2 separate regions of the Lactuca sativa genome follow, and region 1 is linked to region 2. Evidence: chromatin contacts called from public Hi-C data. All regions are on one chromosome and are shown on one strand. Each heading gives the region's core, a stretch centred on a gene start, on an enhancer-like site or on the middle of the called end of the contact. The rest is flanking DNA. Distances are from core to core; before and after follow the strand shown. Region 1 holds the start of LOC111919324 (transcription factor bHLH47-like). Region 2 holds the start of LOC111886569 (transcription factor TCP14).

The links. A called contact is a pair of places that touch in the nucleus more often than the background predicts.
Region 1: a Hi-C map of leaf shows a contact between it and region 2, with 6 times the contacts expected there. The contact joins the promoter of LOC111919324 here to the promoter of LOC111886569 in region 2. A contact is called at or near these places in 2 of 4 Hi-C or Micro-C datasets (both in leaf).

Annotation. Positions count from the first base shown.
Region 1 is chr4:197,814,005-197,821,053 of Lsat_Salinas_v11, forward strand. LOC111919324 (transcription factor bHLH47-like) reads left to right here and starts at 5,769. Exons shown (of 5, transcript XM_023914916.3): 1 at 5,769-5,810; 2 at 6,105-6,172; 3 at 6,833-6,960. The coding sequence starts at 6,147.
Region 2 is chr4:197,133,501-197,139,777 of Lsat_Salinas_v11, forward strand. LOC111886569 (transcription factor TCP14) reads left to right here and starts at 4,900. Exons shown (of 1, transcript XM_023882817.3): 1 at 4,900-6,277. The coding sequence starts at 5,132.

The sequences.
Region 1 (7,049 bases), core at 4,519-7,018, 680 kb after region 2:
AGAACCAAAATAAAAAATGGTCTCATCAAACACATTTCATATCATAGAACCGAAATAAAAATGGTCTCATGAATTACATGTTATAATACTAGGTGTGAAACTCGTGTATTACACGGGTTGATTAAACAAAAGATTAAATACTAAAATATAAATGTTAAGTATCTTTTTATATAAAATTTAAAATAAGGAACGAAAGAAACTATTAATTACATTCAATACTTTACATATATAAATATATAAGTATTATGTGGCTTTTTAATTTAAAATTTGAAAAAAACCTACAAAATGACATGTGGATATTATTTATTCTAAAAATATAATAAAATGACAAGTGTCAAAAATAATCAGAGATTGACACGTGTCAAAAAAAACCTTCATTTATTAAGGAGGATAATAATTTTAAAGTAACCACGATGATAAGAAGAGAAGCCAATAAAACGCAACAATTGTTAAATTAAATATAATTTAAAGTTAAATGGGTTGGTCGGTTGAAAATGGGTTGATAATTTTTTACTCGACCCAATATATTTAATTAAATGGGTTAGACAGGTTGACCCATTTAACTTAAATGGGTTGAAAATCTTAACTCAACCTGCAAATTTTGGGTTGAATTCGGGTTGGATTGGTGGGTTGGGTCAATTTTTGCCAACTCTATGTAAGGATAGTTAAATAAGGAGTGTTGATATGGAGGTAGCAAATGAACTCAAACACACGTAAGAGAGAGTAGGACAGTTGTTTGAAAGAAAAGTTTGTATTAGGAAGTATCATGATGGTCATCAAATCTCTATCTCTATACTAATAAAAGAGTAGTCTTTTTGCCAAGTGTCATAATATTAGAACTCCTAATTAATATGATGCCACTTGTCATTCTATTAATTCTCTTTTTTAAATTCATTAAACCTCTTAATTAATGTGATGTTATTTGTTAATCTATTTATTCTTTATTTTAAATTTTATATTATTGTTTTCATTATTCCACAAATAAAAAGAGTCTAATATATATGATAAATTAATTCCACATATTTATTTGAATCAATATTTATAATTTTACATAACTAATAAAAAAATCTCTTAATTAATAATGTATTTAAAATTTTATATAAAATAATTGATTAATAATTTTGAATTTTTTACTATGAATATTTAATTAATTTTGTAACCGTGGTTTCCACGAGTTATAAACTAGTATATAATATTAGGCTAGAGAGAGTCGTACCAAGCTTGTCACAATTAGGGGTGTTCGCGGTACTGTTTGAAACCGTGAAATCGGCCAAACCGGTCATCGGTTTGGTTTTACGGTTTGTATTTTTCTTTATGGTTTGGTTTGTGATTTTGAACTTTTCAAACCATAGTGAACGGTTTGGCTTACGGTTTTTAAGATTTCAAGCCGTATAAAAACCGGACCAAACCGTTAAGATTTGTGTGTGTGTGTGTGTGTGTGTGTGTATATATATATATATATATATATATATATATTAATCTTTTATATGTAGTTATATTTTATTGTATTATATATTAATTTTTATATATAGATAATAAAATTTAAAACTCACTTTTATTTAACCCAGATTCCTAATAGTTTCTTTTTTTTATTATAGTGTAAATGAAGTCCGGCAACTGAGAGTCCACCTCTCCAACTCCAAGCAATCATTTGATTTGTTTCCACTTGCCTAAACCCAATCGCAAAGAGTTAAAATCCCAAAGCAGAGTCTCGTCTCGACTGTGGTTGTTCTTTAGTCTAATCTCTATCGTTACCGACGACGACAGTATCATCCCTTTGATTACACCTAATATGTTTTTTTTTCTAGGTTCATCTCCTTTTCAATATTTAAAAAATGATATGGATAAGGATAGTGTTTTCATATTTTTTATTATTTAAATTAGTAAACATCATGTAACTTAGTCGTGTTAGGTTATTTTTACTTTTGCAAGTTTTTCTTTTCATGTACCAACATAATCGATTTATTTTACTAAATTAGTTTAATGGACTCGATTAAAATGGACCTAAAAATCTCAAACCGTGAAACCAAACCGGAGCCAAACCGTTAGTAACGGTTTGGTTTGGTTCGGTTTTAAATTTTCAACGGTTCGGCTTTGGTTTTTGCCAAACAAAAACCGTTACTAACGGTTTGGCTTTGGTTTGACCTAAAAACCGAAAAAACCGGACCGTGAACACCCCTAGTCACAATCTATGTAAACTACACCTAAGATTTGTCATATTGCTTCATATTTTTATTATTTATATGGTATATGTTGTCACGCTTGTTATGCTAATTTTTTTAAATGAATTAATATTAAAAATTAAATTTCAAACAAAATTTTTTTCTAAAACCTAAAATTCATTAAACTAGAAAATAAAATTACAAAAAAAAACATATAATTTGAAATTATAATATATTTTAATAAAAATTAAATTTCATTAACTTCAAAAGAAATCGCACATTTGAATTTAAAAAACATAATACATAAATTAAAATATGTAACCCACTAGAAATTAGAAGCCGACGAGCTTAAAGTGGACGCTCTTTAGCGCACTGTCTCACAATTTACCAAAACTCAGCATCCCAAAAAGGTTTGTTAGTTTCTTCATGGAAAGCCTTGAGAACATTCACAAACAAAGTATTTTCATTTCCACCCTGTTCGGCTTCATTCATCACCTTATGAAACACATTGTTAACCTGAATTTAGACCGTGCTTATATATCTCCATTTGCAGAAGACTTGATCTTTACTTTGAGGTAGAGTGGCTTTGTGGTTGAAACTATCGACGACCCTATTCCAGAAAGCAATCGTAGTAACGTTAATGTTGATTGAGTCTTCAGTTACATCAACCCATGAATGGGTCAGTATCATGTTTTGATCAGTTGCCCAAACACGAGCCATTTTTTAGCAATGAGGTTTTGAAGAAGATGGAATATAAGAAAGTTATCAGAATTGAATTAAGAAGATTTGAATGTAATGAAGAATGAAGAATGATGTTGTATTTGTAGTAGAGTAGTGACGATTTAAAATTTGAAAATTTGAAAAAAAAAACATCGGCTATATTTTGAAAAGAATGCATTTTTTTAAAGAAAAATGGCTTAAATGGTTAAACAAATTGAACTAACTCAGCAATAATTGTGTTAATCTTTTCACTTTCATCAGTAAGCGATTGCCGGATTCCCTCGTCAAGTTGCCGTCGACGAGGTCGTGACGCGGTGTGCATCGTTGCCATCTTGGATTCGCCGAGCTCCTTACCGAGCCACTCCGCTAGGCCTTAAGAAATAAGGAACCCGTGTAAGCATGAGTTGATCTAATAATCAATGATATGAAGCATTATTTCCCTATATTTTCTTGGGATGTGGGGACCCAAAAAAGTGGATACTAATACCATTGGATAACATACATTATGAAATTAGTGATTGTTTAATTCTTCACCATTGTCACATTTTAGAGTGTGAATTTCATGATGAAAATAGTTTTAACATAAGAACGAAAGTGAGGTAATTCGGAAAAAAAAATCAGTTTTATTGTGTAATGAATATACTTTAGATTTAGCAAAGCTAGTCTTCTTAACATGTTTATCGAGTATGATGAGCCCAAGCCCAATAAGGCTTTCATTACAAGAATCTCCTATTCGGGTAGATTATGGAATACTAAATATTTGTTTAAAATTAGGGCATTCTTGCATATTCAAATAACGGAATTGTATATCTTTATTTATTAGAAGAAGATAACGACATATTTGTACTTGTACTAGAGGCCTCTACTTTTGCAGTGATAGGACTACATTACACCATATGACTCTACATGGGATATGCGATATCAGCCACTAGTATTGATTCATGCTTGACAAGATCTAAGAGTTTTCATGGTTTAAGTAGATGTCGGTAGAAAATATCTACTAATACTTAAATAGAAAAAAAAAATCACAAATGTTATGGGAAAACCAGTAATCATAAATAACATGAATCATGCTAAATTGATAAAAGAAAAAAAGGGCGTGTTAAAGGAATTTCGTACATAGTTTACTTGTATATGCAAAATTTCTTCAATGAAAATAACACAAATTCTAGACATTTTGCATGTAATATCTCATATTCGGATTAGGTAAACAAACAACTGAACAAGCAAACATGCTTTTGATAATTTTTCATTAGATAAAAACATAAAAATAACCGCTTTGCCTTTAGCATAAAACAAAAAGACCAACCCTCATCTTTTAATCAAAATGAACTCTAAATTTTGCTATTGTGAAACATGATCACATTGCAAAATGAGCCTCTTTAAATAATTTTTTTTACTTTTATAAAAAAAATTCAAAATCTGTCACTACTAGGTTTTTTTATAGGGAATGTTTTTTAAAGATACCTGTAACAAAAAAATTATAAATTCCGCATTAACTGGAACAGTTTTTTGTAAACGAAAAAATAAATTCATGAAAACTAAAATGTTATATATATTTTTATTAATTTAGACTTTTATAAGGACCATAAAAAGAAATTCTCGTAGCCAAAAAAAAAAAAAAGTAGTATTCCGTCTAGAAGATATATAACCATTAATACAAAAAAGGAAATTATAAAATTTTACCCTAATTTACAATACAGTCTCAAATTAAAATTTGTTTACGAAAAATCATGAATTATTGATAAAAATGACGACTTGACCATTTTTTCCCGATTTCATCACTTACCTGTTTCATTAAAGTCTCATTATTTTACCTTAATTTACGAATAAGTTTCAAACTAAAATTTAGTGATGATTTGGTCATTTTCTCCACATAACATACATTTTATCGGTTATATTGCTGACTTGGACACATAGTCATTAAATTAGCTGATAAGATGGATATGATGGATTACATAATACTATAGTTACTATAAAATTTAACATCCATCTCATTGACTCATTTATGACTATACATCTAGGTCAATAATAAAACAAATAAAATGTGTTTTCAGGAAAATAATAACAGTAAATGAGTTGATGTCTGATGAGATGAATATATTGGATTACATAAGTTTAGATAAACAATTTGAAATTTCTTATAAACGTAAAAATGACGAAGTTGCTGTTAATTTATGTAATTATTGCAGTCTTCGTTGAATTCATTTTATATTCCAAAAAATATACAATGCATCAGGATATCAAGTTTTATGGTAAACATAGCATTATATAACCCAACATATCCATCTTATTAGCTCATTTAATAACTAAACATTTTCAAGACAACAATGAAACCGGTAAAATATATGTTACATGTAGAAAATGGCCAAATAATTACTAAATTTTAATTTGAGACTTATTTCTAAATTATGGTAAAATAACGGGACATTAATTAAACTAGATAAGTAATGAAACTGGTAAACCTAGAAAATGGGACAAATAGTCATTTTCATCGGTAATTCATACTTTTTCATAAACAAATTTTGTTTTGAGACTTTTTCGTAAATTAGGGTAAAATTTTAAGACTTTTTCGAAAATTTCTCTATATAAAAACATCAAAAGTATAATATTTTAACCATTAAAAATAGCTTCATATTTTAATTATTTTTATAATTATTACATTTTATCATCAATATAAATAAACTAATTAGTTTTTATTATCACTATAAGGTTAATATTACTTTTAAGTTTTGGCTACATTTTATTTGTCAAATACATTTGAAATTTCATGCCAAAATCATGCGATTAAAAGATGGCAAATAAAATAGAAATATGTAAACTTGAAGGGCCTAAAAGGTAAATTAAGGGACGGATTAATGTAATCTACTACTCGTCCATTCAGGAGCCGGCCATTCTCCTCCTTAATCCCCGCAGAAATATTCTCTTGTAAGATTATGTTCTTCATGTTCTTGTTTTTGTAATTTTTGTTCTTTTTTTTTTTTTTTTTTTTGAAAATTTAGTTAACCATGTTTGTTAGTTATTTGATTGCTTATTCAACTGTTTGTGGTGTTTATAACTGTTGTGTGTAATTGATTATCCAAAATCCTTCTTTCTAGGAAGAGTATATCTGTGGTTAGTTATTGAGACATGTATTTGAAATTTCTAAATCGATGTGTTCATAAAAATACTTCCTCAATTTGGTGTTTAATTTTGCATTCTTTTTATGTTTTTGTTATTCAGGAATTATTGTAAACACGATAAGGGAACACAAACGAAATCAGGATGGGAGCAAAGAAATTGTCACCTAGGTCGATGGTTTTTACATCTTATTGTAATTTCACGAGCAGCTTACATTAAAAAAAAATGACAATATACACAAACAAAAAAAAACATCATATTTTGGTTTTTTTTTTTTGAAGTTTAACCATTATATTTTATTTTGATCCTTAAAAATGCATTTTTTTTTCAAGATATGTCTACTACTATGACCCTCTATTTTGGGTTTGTCTAATGTTAATACCGACATGGATTCTAATTTGTTTATATTGATCATATGTATTTTATAGAATAATAGCTTACTTCATGAAATGACTTTTCATATATAAATGAAAAGTTATTTCAAAAAGTTAGATGTCATTTTAGGAAATAAATAAATATAATGTGATATAGATAAATACGAATTAATGTTAGCTATAACATCTACTAAACCGTAAATAAAGGGCCATGATGGTCACAATGAAAATTGTTTTTAGAAAATGGTTTTCATTAATCAAAATAAAATTAATGATTAAACCATAAGATGACCAAAATATGTCGCCTTGATCATGTATATTATTACCCTTAAAGTAATTAGTATTATCTTGAAATATTACATGTATGTTGTGTATGACACTCATCATCATAAAATCCGAAAATTTTATAACCAAATGCATTAAAAAAAAGACTAATAGTAGATGATGTTTATGCAGCTTGCTCCCTTGCAAGAAGATTACTAATCCGAATAAAGTTCCCAATATAACTATTAGCAGAGCTAAAAGGGAGAAAATGAAGCGTGAGCATTTGAATGAGCTTTTTCTCGGTTTATCTAATGCACTTGGTAATCAATTTTTTACTCATTTTTTGTTTCATGTTTTTTTTTTTTTTTTATTTTATTTTTATTTTTTTTGGCCCTAACAGTTGAATTTG
Region 2 (6,277 bases), core at 3,650-6,149:
CGATAGTGGCTAAGAAGATGATTGTTGTTCCAACCCTAGTGGTCATATCAAATCGATTCTATCTAAGATAACTATGTTACTTAGTTAAGAGAACCAAGCTCGATGTAGTAACTGACTTAAGCCAGGAGATTTAAGTGAAAGAAAATCCAAGCGATCAATAGAAGTATCGCGATCACCGTTAAAGTAAGAGCTTGTAGCTAGAAGTGCTACATTCTAGAATGTAATTATATCACATTAGAACACGAAGGAAAGTATCTTTCATTATAGAATCGGACTCAAAAAGACCTGAGCCTAAGTGTTGCATCATACGATGAGAGGTCATTAAAACATGTCCCATCAGTCTGTTACGATAATAGAAGCAAAGAACTTATCCTAAATTATGTATGTTAAGAAAGAGCAAGAGTCTCCAAAAAAGATCGAGTCTGTAACTTGAAGGTTACGATTTAAAGTCCAACATGAGATAAAGAGTGGGTGCAAGATTAAGCAACGCCAACAATCAAGAGGTCCAAAAGTTAGATACTCATCTGAAAGAACATAAGAGTTATAGTGATTACCTAGGATGAAAAGATAACATATGGAGTCATTATACAACCCATGTTTTATTGATGATTTCGAGATGTAATCATCCTAAGGGGGAGATAATTGTAACGCCCGCAGATTTGGGCTGGTCAATTTAGAGATAATAAGTGTTTAAAATGACATTTTGATAGAAGATTATTTAGAATAAATAATCTTATCAAAGTTATAGCATATGTCACAAGGATTCTGAACATATAAAGAATGCTGAAATATGACTTAAAACGAAGACGTTATGACCCATCAAAGTTCTACGATTAAACTGGCACGGCTTCGTATATCATAAAAAGTGATTTTTTGACGAAATAATTTTTTAGCCTTAGCGACCTAAAAAAAATTTGTAGTAGATGTTAAACCGAGATCGTCCATATAGAGAACATCCAAATCTAACATTATTTGAGAAAGTTAAAATTTTTCTAAGATTTAGCGTAGTGGTACACAGCTCGGAAATTGGATTTTTGATCGATCGATTTTTAGCTGAAACAACCTAAACGACAATTGAAGATCTCGTTAATAGGAGCTCAACGATATAAGGACAGTCGAAAAAGACGTCAAATGACAAAGTTATGAATTTTTAACGGACTTTAACTGTCTAAGCCTGTTAAAATATAAATTTAAAAAATAAATTCAAAATTAGCCAACAAAGTCTAAATAAAAGTTGTAGATCACATCTCTACCTACGTGTGGATATAAAGAACTTCAAAATTAGAGCTCATATGTGAATGCTACGGATTTTAGAAGATAATTAATTTTTGTACTAAACCAACGAGTGACACGTGGCACGATCTGAGCCACTATTTCTTCCCTACGGCTTTGCACGAGATGGCAACACCTGACATGAGTATGTCCAGTGTAACATGCAGTACACCTGATGTACCCTTCGCGTACGCCCCGTGTTCTCAATGCTGGCAACCTATATAGGCGTTTTTCATTCTTTTTCTCACACCTCTTCAACCAACTCTCTCCCAAACACCCCAAAGCCTCATGGTTTTTCTATAGCCTTTCCTAGGAGTTAGTAGCGAGTCCCAGACCACCAAAAGGCCTCAAGAATAAGAGCTTTCGGCTCAGAAGTTCTCCCCGCGTAGAGCCCGGTTCCTAGCTAACCCCCTGTAAGTTGACTTATAGTTACTGTAGTTTAAGTATAACTTTTGTTTAAGTTCAGTATCATTATTATGAACCTATAAACAAGATTTATCAATGATTCAAATTTTTTATACTGATTGATCTACTTCCGGGAGAGGTGTCTACAACGGTCACGCTGTCTTGGTTGTTGGATTTCAGAAAGGCTATACGCCGAAATGGTCATGCCTCCCAACTGTCCTACCTGGCTGAACCTTAATAGATCATGAAAGTAACTTCGGGTTAATGATGAATCAACTAACAATTAGTCGCAATAAATAATAGACTAAGACTTAGTGATAATGATACTAGGTTTCGTCAAAGGAAAAGACAATTTTTAGAAGTGAAGAGCTGCCCGAATTACGAGTTGTCACTTTAACAAGTGAGTGCATAGTTACTTTTATCTTACACATAGATATGAAGTATTTAATATTAATACATGCTATATATGGTTATTATCTGTGTTCCTGATATCTATGCTAGATGAACGATTTATACATGTTTTATGTGATTTAAACTGTATATCTATTTTTATACCTATAAATCTATTTGTAGATGAATGATGAGAGATGAAAAATGATATAGATGATGAAAGGTGAAAGTTAATAAGAACCCTTGACTTTAAAGTTGATCCAGTCATCGAGTGGAGTATAGATGACGAACACAAACTATTCTAGACAGTCCAGTGGAACGCTGGCAGACTTGCAACCTTTAGGTGTTTCTGAACGATGTGTTCACCAGATGTACTATAAAAACCCTGGCAGCTATGGACTTAGTGCCTTACAAATGAACACTAGTAGTTATGGACTTAGTGTCTTACATATAAACATTGGCAGTTGTGCCTAATAGATAACATCGGCAACTATGGACTTTGTGGCTGTTGGATAAACCCTGGAAATGATGGACTTCGTGCCTATTTATTAGGACAATCCTTAGGAATGAATAAATAAAGAATAAATGATTCTTAGGGAAGATCTTTAAGAATAAAGAAGATAATGGGGATGAGATATTGGGTTAATTGCTTGATGATTAAACATAATAATTATATTATTGTGGGTTGAAAACTGTATGTACTCACCTGGTTTCCTAACCTGGCCCACTTAGTTTATTGTATCACATGTGGCTACATGAAAGATACATTCTGCTAAGAGATTCAAGGACTATTAGGCCACTAGTTGAATTATTGCAAGGCTTGTAGTGTTCCGTTATGCTTATGTTTCTGTATTGACGATGACATTCCAATGTTTTAAATAAAAATACATTTATTTGGAAATGCTCTGATAACATCTTTATCTTTTTTCTGGGAACAAATTCCATAATACTCTTTTTCAAAAAGGATACTCTGATTTTTAAATGAGCATAAACAAATTGGACTTTTCTGGCTGTGAAAATAGGGATGTCATAATTATGGATCACATGCATGCTATCCAACCCAACCATGAAGAGAAGTGAATAAAACTTAGAACTAGCATGTTTAATAGAGAAATGCAAGAACTTTAGTACTTACAAAGGTCCAGAAGCATTGCAAGGTGGTGAGCAAGGGTGTTGTTTGCCACAAATGATGCACAAAAGGAATATTCTTTTTCTTCAAGGAGCAAAAAATCACCAAATGAGCTTTTTAAGGTCACAAAGGAGACTAACTTCGATTTGGGCAGGAGGAAGGTGATGGAGGTTGAGGGTGTGCAAACCCTAGCCCCTCACTTCCTTTAAATAGGGCAAAACTCACAGGATTATGGTAAACTTGTCCTCACGTCGTGGCTACCAGTGTGTCACGACATGACCCGCGAAGATGGACATGCGTTTCAGCCCGATGGTCACGTTGTGAGGCTTCCTTCCTCACGTCATGACCAACTATTAGTCGAGGTTTTAGATTGTTTAATTAAATCAAAACATTAAAAGATTGAATACATGTATTAAATGTTCCAACTATGTTTATGTTGCGTTTGTTAATATGTAAGTGACAAACTTGAAATAAAGCTCGTTCATGTAATGTTTGATGTTCGAATCATCATTTATGCTTCGTTCAACACCCAAATACTACAAGAAAAACATTATTAACTTATAATTTCATATTTGGTGTAGTATACGAAAGCCTAGTTTAAGATTCAGGTTAGAAAGAGAAGAGTTTCTTGATGTTGAATCCTTAACTTGTTTCTTCAAACCCCTAAGTCTAAATCTTCTCTATTACTCCAGATCGACATCAATAGGTTCTACCACCACCACCACCAAAGTCGATCTCCTTAAATGGAGAGACTACCCACCTAGTTGATATCTTATGTTTCACTAGCTGACAGATTTAATCCCTCATGCTTCTAGTTGCAAACATTTAACACCATTTCACTAGCTTCTTTATTGGAACTTCTTGATTTTACACTTAGTCCTATATCCCAAGTATGATTATAATGAGGTCCATTACTAAGCCATGACTAATCAATCTCCTAGTTGTCAATTTTGCTCCATTAACTTTATATTTCCTAATTATGGCTACCGACCAGCAACAACTATAACTCTAATAATTCTCTAATTAACCCATTTACATATAATTTATATATAATTTATGACATTCAAGTTCTATTTATCAAATCTCAACTTTCAAGAATTAAAACTTTGATCCTTATAAAAAAAAATTCTTAACTTGACTATATTAAACTTCTATTTTATTTCTATCACTATATTTATCATTATTATTTAATTAGTTATCTTTAAATCATTTAACTGATTTATCTAATGTTCTTTTATTTATTTTTAAAACATTATTTTTTACTAAAAACGACAAGAACTTTTATATCTATTTTGAAAATATTACACACTTACACCAACCAAATTTGATGGATCGTTCTAGCCAAACGACACAACTACATGACAATTTCCCAATAATAGTATAGTTTTTTTCCTTACACGGTGATTTTTAAGTGACTATTAAAAAATACATCTAAAATCTCCTTAATTTCATGTTGCATTAGTGTTTTAACTCCCCCACTCTCAATCATAACGATGTATTTTATATTGTAATCACTATTTATTATTTAACACCTTTCATGTCGTTCTTCATCCATGTCGTGCTTAATCTAATTATACCAACCGAGTATTTATTATACAGAATATGAGTTCAATATGTATTTTAACCTCGTTATTTTATTTTATTTTATTTTTTTGCTTTTATGAGCTCACCCATATAATTCCCACTCATTGTCTTTGTTACTTAAAGTTTCCTCTCTCTCTCTCTTTCTCTCTTTCTCTCTCCAAATATCGGACAATTGGATGAAACTTTGAGTTAAACATTTTTAGAGTGAGACTGTTTATATGGTATTGAAAGAGAAAGAAATCCAGACCCACATCCCCTTGGATTCAATCAACATACTCCATCAATTCTCCATATAAGTTTAGAGAGAGAAACTAGAGAGAGAAAGACTCTGTGAGATTATCTCATGTGATCATGGATGGTGGTGATGACCATTTCAACCACCGCCCCAACTTCCCTTTTCAATTACTTGAAAAGAAAGACGACGAAGCTTGCTCTTCCTCCGCCACGGTCTCCGCCACCACCGGTTACCCTTCTCGACCCATCTCCGCCGACACTAATAACCCTCCACTTCGATCCAACAGTTCAAACCTCCAAATAACCACCATCGCCACCACCTCTTCCGGCGACCCCTCTAAGAAATTGGCGCCCAAGAGAACGTCAACCAAAGACCGCCACACAAAGGTTGATGGACGTGGCCGCCGTATCCGTATGCCAGCCCTTTGCGCCGCCAGGGTTTTTCAGCTCACACGAGAGCTTGGCCATAAAACAGATGGTGAAACCATCGAGTGGCTCCTTCAACAAGCTGAACCCGCCGTCATCGCCGCCACCGGAACTGGTACAATCCCGGCGAACTTCACTTCACTCAATATCTCACTCCGGAGCTCCGGGAGCAGCATGTCGGTTCCTTCACAGCTTCGATCCGGTTACTTTAACCCAAATTTCGCCATCCCACAAAATCGGAATCTCTTCCCGGGAATTGGATTATCTTCATCGGAAAATAGTTCATCCAACCTTTTGAATTTTGGGTCAGCAACGAATCTTCACCAGATATTACAAACGAAGCAGGAAACTCGGGATAATTCAGTTGAGTTATCGGAAACTGAAGATAGCATCGGAAGGAAACGTAGAGCTCCGGCGGAGTCTGAGCTACCTTCACAACACCAACAACAGATGGGGAATTATCTGCTTCAATCAAGCTCATCTTCCATGGTAGCAAATCACGCATCAATTCCAGCTAATTTTTGGATGGTCGCCAATTCTAATCAACACCAAGCCATGAGTGGAGACCCTATTTGGACTTTTCCGGCAGTGAACAACACCGCTTTGTACAGAGGCACTGTTTCCACCGGCTTACATTTCATGAACTTCCCAACACCCGTCGCCCTTATGCCAAGTCAGCAATTGGCGGCAGGGCTTGGCGGCAACTCAGGTGGCAGCGGCGGCGGCGGCGGAGGAGGAGGAGGAGGAGGTGGTGGTGGTGGTGGTTTTACTGAAGGCCAATTGAGCATGCTCGCCGGATTAAATCCTTACCGGCCAATATTCGGTCCAGGTGGCTCT